2 separate regions of the Rattus norvegicus genome follow, and region 2 is linked to region 1. A link is a contact called in public Hi-C data. All regions are on one chromosome and are shown on one strand. The core of a region is the stretch at or near the end of the contact, and the rest is flanking DNA. Distances in the headings are between cores, read along the strand shown.

The links. Hi-C and Micro-C count contacts between places; a contact is called where the count stands out from the background.
Region 2: a Hi-C map of liver shows a contact between it and region 1, with 3 times the contacts expected there. The contact joins the enhancer-like site here to the promoter of Gstm6 in region 1. A contact is called at or near these places in 9 of 12 Hi-C or Micro-C datasets (the A7r5 cell line, the Rat2 cell line, frontal cortex and 5 more).

What each region holds. Positions count from the first base shown.
Region 1 is chr2:198,270,847-198,274,627 of GRCr8, forward strand. It overlaps Gstm6 (glutathione S-transferase, mu 6), which reads right to left and starts at 1,662. Exons shown (of 8, transcript NM_001109192.1): 1 at 1,516-1,662; 2 at 1,184-1,259; 3 at 685-749; 4 at 316-397; 5 at 117-217. The coding sequence starts at 1,551.
Region 2 is chr2:198,390,571-198,394,070 of GRCr8, forward strand. No RefSeq gene overlaps it. Among named protein-coding and RNA genes, the nearest start is that of Ampd2, 15 kb to the right of the region's middle. Within about 2 kb of position 1,796, at least 4 of the 93 cell types and tissues checked have an H3K27ac peak or open chromatin away from gene starts, as enhancers often do. A contact at or near this core is called in liver, where this site is marked.

The DNA.
Region 1 (3,781 bases), core at 412-2,911:
TTGATAAATCAGTGTGGGCGGGTTCAAATTCCAAAGATGACAGGTGTGAATACAAACACAGCCCCTTCCTTGACTCCTTCGTCAAACCCTGCCTATACCACACAGTGGGGACTCACGAAGTCAGGGCTGTAGCAGAGTGTGCCCATCTGAATGCGGGTGTCCATGACCTGTTTCTCCAAAATGTCCACACGAATCCTCTCCTCCTCTGTCTCCCCACCTGCAGCACACCCAACACAGACCGACTCTCAGCATTCTGCTCCAGTCAAGCCAAGAAGGATAGCTTCTGCCCCCCACCCTGCAGCCAGCCCCACTCACACAGGTTGTGCTTCCGGCCAAGGTAGCGCAGGATGGCATTGCTCTGGGTGACCTTGTGTGACCCATCAATTAAGTAGGGCAGCTGGATAGGCAAGCAGGGATGGTCAGATGGGTTATGGGGTACCTGAATCCCTTCCCTGGGTGAGGACAGACATGGCCCTGGCACTCAGTGTGCCTGCCACGGGAAACCCTCCATGAGCACGGTGTGCACTGAGTGGGAGAGCCGGGACACAGCCCATCACAGAAACACTGTGCAGCCAGCAGGGATGGAACAGGAGAGCAGAAACACTGATGCCAACCCCTCAGCCAGGCCAGGAGATGAGGTGAGAGCACTAGGCCTTCCCCAAACCTCCCCTTCCCTGCACCTACATTGGGGAAGTCCAGATCCAGCTTGAATTTGTCATCCAGCCACTGGCTTCTGTCATAGTCGGGAGCTGTGGTGGACAATAGGAAGTGAAAAGGAATCACCATGTCTAAGCCTCCTTCCCCAGAACCCTCCCAAGAAGTCAAGGGCAGGAGCCCTTGTGCAGGAACATGCAGTCTGATCCAGTAAGCCTTTCAAATCAAGGCCGCACCTGTGAATAGCACTCTAATGGCTATAGGCCTTTCATGATTGAGGCTTACAGAAGCACTAGGCCTGTAGTGGGCAAACCTCACCCAATTATAGTCAGAAAAGGACCAGCATGTCATAACCATGATTCTATATTGAAAATCAAAGCTGCACCCTCAAGGAAATTTCTGGAAGATCTAAGCTCTGGGTTCATTTGAAGGAGATCCACAGAGCTAAGAGACAGAGAACTAGGTAGGAGATGCTGGGCACCAGTGGACAGAAGTTAGGGAGGAGTGTGACCAGAATGAATGGCATTACCGTCGCCCATGGCGTATCTCTTCTCCTCATAGCTTGTTTCTGTGTATTCCAGGAGCAGCCGGATGGCGTGACCCAACTGCGGGAGATAGCGGGTAACAAAAGTCACAGTTAGTGAGATCCTTCACCTCCTCTAGGGAAGCTTTTTCCACCTTTTACTAAAAAGAGAGGAAGCGAGGTGGAGGAGAGGGAGAAAGGCAAGGGGAGAATTTGGACTGAGAGTCCTTCTGACAGACACAGGTAGGGGGGCTCAAGGAAAACCTCACGGAAAATCTTCCTCCTCCTGTGTTCTGACCCTGGGTCCTTCCCACCTAGTAGCCCAGCCTTTCACTCACTCCGCGGATATCCCAATAACCAAGAGTCACGGGCATGATTCCTATCCAGCCTCGAAGACTGTACAGTCAGGCCACTGTCAGGAAAGACTCTGCTCCGAGATAGCAACGCTCAGCTGATGAGTCTGAGAGTAGTTCCGGAGCTGCTCTGGCTAGCCAGAAAGGAACCAACCCTGGAACCATAAAGCCCAACCCACTGTGACTGTAAAAGCCAATCATCCCAGGAGCTATCGTCAGAAGGCGGGTCTGAGCTTTCCGATACCGAAGGCAGTGATTGATTGGCAGGCCTGCTTTCATCTGCCCCCTGCTGGATCCTCAAGAAGTCGGCAGTATCCCTGGAGACAGGCCAGAGAGGACCTGTTCTACCCATCTCCTTTCCTCCTGGTAGATTGGTTTTTCACACCTGCACTCTGGGAGTCTGTCATGCAGGGAGGCTCGGATCTCAATAAATGAATAAAAAAGCACTGTCTCCACCTGGGAGTCTGTTCTTGTACTCACCACTGGAAGAAAGGACTCTGCCAGTCTGACAAACTGGACTTCATTGTCCATACAACCTGGGGGTACAGGAGCAGGAGAATGGGAGCGACCCAGGACAGGGACAAACAGAAGAGCAAGCAGTCTCTGTGTTTCTCTTGGGGGACCTGGGGCTGTCTCAGTTCCTTTCTGATTGCTGTGACAAACACCATGATCAAGGCAACTTACAGAAGAGAGGGGTTAATAAGGGTTTACAGTTTTAGAGGGTGACTCCATGACCAGCAGAGAAGCAGGCAGGCATGGTAATAGGCAGTAGCTGAGAGCTTATATTTTATCCACCAGCAGGAGGCAGCGGTGGGAGGAGAGGGACCTAACTGGGAATGGCATATGTTTTTCAAATCTCAAAGTCTACCCCCAGTAACACACCTCCTCCAACAAGGCCACACCTCCTAATCCTTCCCAAACAGTTTCACCAACTGAGGACTAAGCACTCAATTGTATGAACCTATAGGAGAGGGACCCAGCCCGTGGGTCATCAAGGTAGTGACCATATAAATTAATTAGCACTTCGGCCATATTTGTGAGCTAAATCCAAGAGGCAAACACGCAGGCCTTATGAAATTGAAAGGGTCCCACCATCACAGACAGGACCCTGAACTTAACAGCACAGTGGCCTAGAGGGACCAAATACCTCTGGTTCTGAGAGACAACAGATGCTGTCCAGAAAGGACCTTGGAGGATTCTGCAGAGGACCAAGTACCTGAGAGGCAAACTCTCGGCTGTCTAGCTCACTGATTTCAGCCCTGGCCCCAGCTCCTGACTGTGTATCTGGGTATAAGAGAGTGACTCAGTGTCCATCATGGCACCTGTGGTTAAAACTCACAGACAAAACTCCTACCAACGTCAGAGAGCCAAGTTTCCCTTTTCCAGATTCTTAGCTTCAGTGATAAATGAATTTAAAACAGACCCAAGGGGAAGGGGGCAGGATGGCCACATTTGGCAAGTATTGGCCAGACCAACATTAAGACATCAATGCAACTCATGTGAAAAAGTTTATCATGGTGTTAGAAACTTATAAAACCCAGAGCTGGGGAGTGGAGGCATACGGCTCCAGCGGGGTTCCTGGCTGCCAGTCCAACAGACTCAACAGACTCCATGTTCAGTGAGAGAGCAGTCTCAAAAACTACATACAAAGCGATTGATAAAGACACCAAGTGCCAGCCTCTAACTTTCACATGCATGTGTATACATGTGTGTTCACAGGAACACATATATATAAACCAGGGCTCAGCGACAGGGAGTCAAAATTCAGCTCAGTGAGAAGGCGGAGGAATAGGCAAATACTTGGCAATTTTTGTGAAGTTGGAGAGTGATGGAGGCTAAGAGGGAGAAGGGAGTGAAGCAGACACCCTCTGGCTGCCCATGGGCTTCTGTTAGAAACTCGTTGGTGGCTATGAACAGACAGGACCAGGCACAGGTGGGCAGAGGTTAAGTCAAGGGTTCCATGTCCCGCTTTCATCCTGAGCTACTCTTCCTCCTCAGCTGAGCCTGCTCATCCCAGAGGCACAGAGATGATCCAACCCAGCTGGATGAAGCCCATGGCACAGGCCACAGGCAGTCGAGAGTTCTAGACCCAGACACTACTCTCTGGGAGCTGAAGGCCCACTCTGGGGAGAGTCCACTCTATTCTGACATTGATGGGTCCGGAATAAGAAAGTTCATTCAATGCAGTTGTGCGCTATGAGAGACCCTGGTGCCAGCACCTGGAATAAACTGGATTGTAAGTCGCTTCAAC
Region 2 (3,500 bases), core at 546-3,045, 120 kb after region 1:
GGAACCCGCTCTGTAGATCAGGCTGGCCTCAAATTCAGAGATCCAGCTACCCCTGCCCCTGCCCCTGCCCCTGCCCCTGCCCCTGCCCCTGCCCCTGCCCCTGCCCCTGCCCCTGCCCCTGCCCCTGCCCCTGCCCCTGCTCCTGCCCCTGCCCCTGCCCCTGCCCCTGCCCTTGTCTCCCAAGTGCTGAGACTAAAGGCGTGCACTGCCACCACCACACCGCTTAACTACAGATCTTAACTGCCTCTCTAAACACTCTTCTCCACTCCCAGCTACCAGCCTCATCCAGATCACTCATACCAGGATGAGGCAGGACATCGTCCCTTCTCAGAGACAACTTCTGCCCTCAAGCAGATACAGACCTTTAAGGCCATAGGAGGGTGGCTCTGCACGTCCCAGTGGAGCCAGCTCACCCCCAACCTCACTGACCCTGGCGTTTCTCTCTTGGGGGCAGGAGGAGAACGCCTGAAATCTCAGTTCTTAGGAGGCAGAATGACTGCTGCTAATTCAAAGCCAGACAGGAAAAACAAAACAAAAAAACAAAACAAACAGGGGTTGGGGATTTAGCTCAGTGGTAGAGCGCTTGCCTAGCAAGCACACGGCCCTGGGTTCGGTCCTCAGCTCCGGAAAAAACAAAAACAAAACAAAATCGAAGCCAGCCAGGGCTACATGGTGAGGTCAAGCCTGGGATAGAGAGAGTGGGGCTACGATGCTGCCTGACGTGCAAAGCAGCCCAAGCACATTACACACTCACACGGAAAGAACTTTGACAGGGTGCAGGGTGCTAGAAACAGCCTAGTCCCCTCGTTTCCTTTCATAGGGCCCCAGGCTGGGGTAGGCTGGGCTTTACTCTCCTACCTGAAGTTTCAGGGCTCACTCTGCCAGCTAACAGGCTCACAAGCAGGCCAGTTTTTCAGGAGCGAAGTGGAGACGGCCATCTATCTAACCACTCATGTGGCTGCTTTGCCGACAGGAGAGACAGCAGAGGCAGACAGGGAGAAGCACTGACCTGAAGGCCGGACCAATCTTCTCTGGAAGAAGGCGGGAGGCAGGGCTCTCCTGAGCCCTGTGCAGACCCTGCATCTGATTCTGAGGACCCTCCCCTCCAAGAGTAACCAACATTCAAATGCACCCATATCTTCATTTGACGTAACTTGTCTTTGGTTTAAACTAAAGGGGCCCCCTTCAACTCGCTTTTGAAGTTGCTTTTGAAGTTACCAGACTATGAGTAACTCATTTAGTTTAGAACTGGCTATGACTACAGTCATGCTGCGGATTCTGGAGTGTTTGCCAAATCCAGTTTACAAACTGTTTCCAAATATAATGACATTTGTAGGGATACTAAAATTAACAAATATTGAAGTTGACATGCTATTTTCTGAAGGCATTTCTTTAAACATTTGTTAGTTTCGATTTCTCTTCTTTTTCTTATTTTATAGCCTCCAAAGTTCTAGCTCCCCAGCCTTCCTTGAGCCTTTGAAAGTCCACTCTGCGGGGTTTACATCCAAAACCGGCGACCCTGGGTCACCCCCAACTCCAGATGCTCATGAGCCCCTGCAGCTTCTGTCTGGAGAGACCACCTACCCCAAGTCATCAACCAGGCAAGGTCAAGTTGAGCGACTTTGCTCCCATATGGAAGACAAAGTGAATTATTGAACATTAGACTAAACATGAGTTAATGTTTAAATGTTCTATTGGACTTTCCTTGAATAAATTCACCCAGGAGGCAATAGTGTGACAGCATTTGGATGAGCGCAAGAAACGTCCCCACCTGCACCTCTCCAGCTCCCCAGGAGGGGGCGCCCTCAGAGCAGCCCAGGTTGCTGTCTACTTGGCTACTTGCAGTGCCTAGGTGTGTAGACGTCACCCTGTGCCAGTCCAAGGGCCACAAGGGGTTAAAGTTCTTCTACTGTTTTCATGCCGGGGCATTTTAAAGCATTGGTTTTAAAAGTCCACCACCAATCTCAACCCAGCAAGTGAGAGGGAGGTTCCTGCCCCAGCCAGGACTACACAGTGAATTCAAGGTCAGCCTTTGGAGGGTGGTAAGGTGCTACCTTCCTCAGGAGGGGTCCACACTCAGCCCCCACACAGGTCACATGGAGGGGCTGGCAGGGAGCCTGTATTAGAGGTCCGACCAGGCAGAGGGCAAGCAAGCCAGGAAAGGGCTTTGCCTCATCCTATCAAGTGAAATAGACATCTCAAACTGGGCAATTAATTCTCTCTTATGGGCATGCAGGTTAGCATGAGACTCTCAAGCCTTGTGCAAACCAAAGCTAAAGCTTACTAGAATCTTACTTAATGCTTTAAATCCAGTTCAACACGAGGAAAGCATTATGGGTAAGGACCTGGAGGCACAAAGAAGGAAGCATCTTGCCTGAGGTCGCACAGATCAGGAGTAGAGCTGAGGCCAGGGGTCATGGCTCCACAGTGCGCAGCCAGTCACACTCCAGGCCTACTTACTACTCCTTCTACATCTTGAGCATGTGCGCATATGCACGTGCCACGGAGCATGTTCCTGGAGGGGTTTTCCAGAATCAACTTTCACTTTCCACGATGTAAAACCCAAGCACTGAGCCAGGGCGCTAGGCTTGGCATCAATGACCTCTACCAGCTACCATCGACCATCTACCTCTACCATCTCACAAGCCCAGGCCTGGTTATTCTCAACAGAGAAAAGCTACGGTGGTAAACCGTCATGGGGCAGGACACAGCAATAAAATTTACATCTATAGATGGCAGTAACAGAACGTGAAAGATGGGTTAATAATTTTAAAGGTAAATTTAACAAGAACATAGTCTCGATTCAAACTCCCTTGAACTTATCATGTGGCGGCATGATCTCCACACAGAGAAGGCTTTGTGGAAGACCAGCCTGAGCTGCACAGGAGGCCGGGTCTCAAAAACAAACAAAATGCTACTTGCAAACAAGAAGTGGGGATGGCAAGGTAACTCAGTAAGTGATGGGTGCCAAGCCTTCCCACCTGACCCTTCACCAGGACCCATGTGGTAGGAGGACCAAGTGACCTCCACATATGCTCCATGACGAGTTCATGCAGATGCACACATGTATGCACATGCGCGAGCACACAATATGTAATAAAAAGGCTTTTTGAAGAAAAAAAGAACTAGAAGGAAAATGTCAATATGTAAAATATATTCGTGCATACATATAGCTCAGGTATGTGGTCATACTTGGTACAACTGGTAGTGGGAATGGGCTTTTTGCTTCCTATTTTCCTATATCGTCAAAGAACCCCCTTTAAGAAATCTTTTCTACAGAAGCATTTTATTTATACGTGTGTCTTTGTTTTGTATTCCCAGAAAAAGATTCCCGGTATCTCCCTCCTGTGTTTTCATCTCAGTCCGTGCTGTCTTCTAAAGATGTCAGTACGATGGAGCCAAGCCAGCGGGCGGGAGTGGATCATTCTGCCTGTTTCTCTAGATCTCTGAGCTGCACATCAGTCAGATCTGGGGCTGACCATGCCATACCTGGTTAGCCT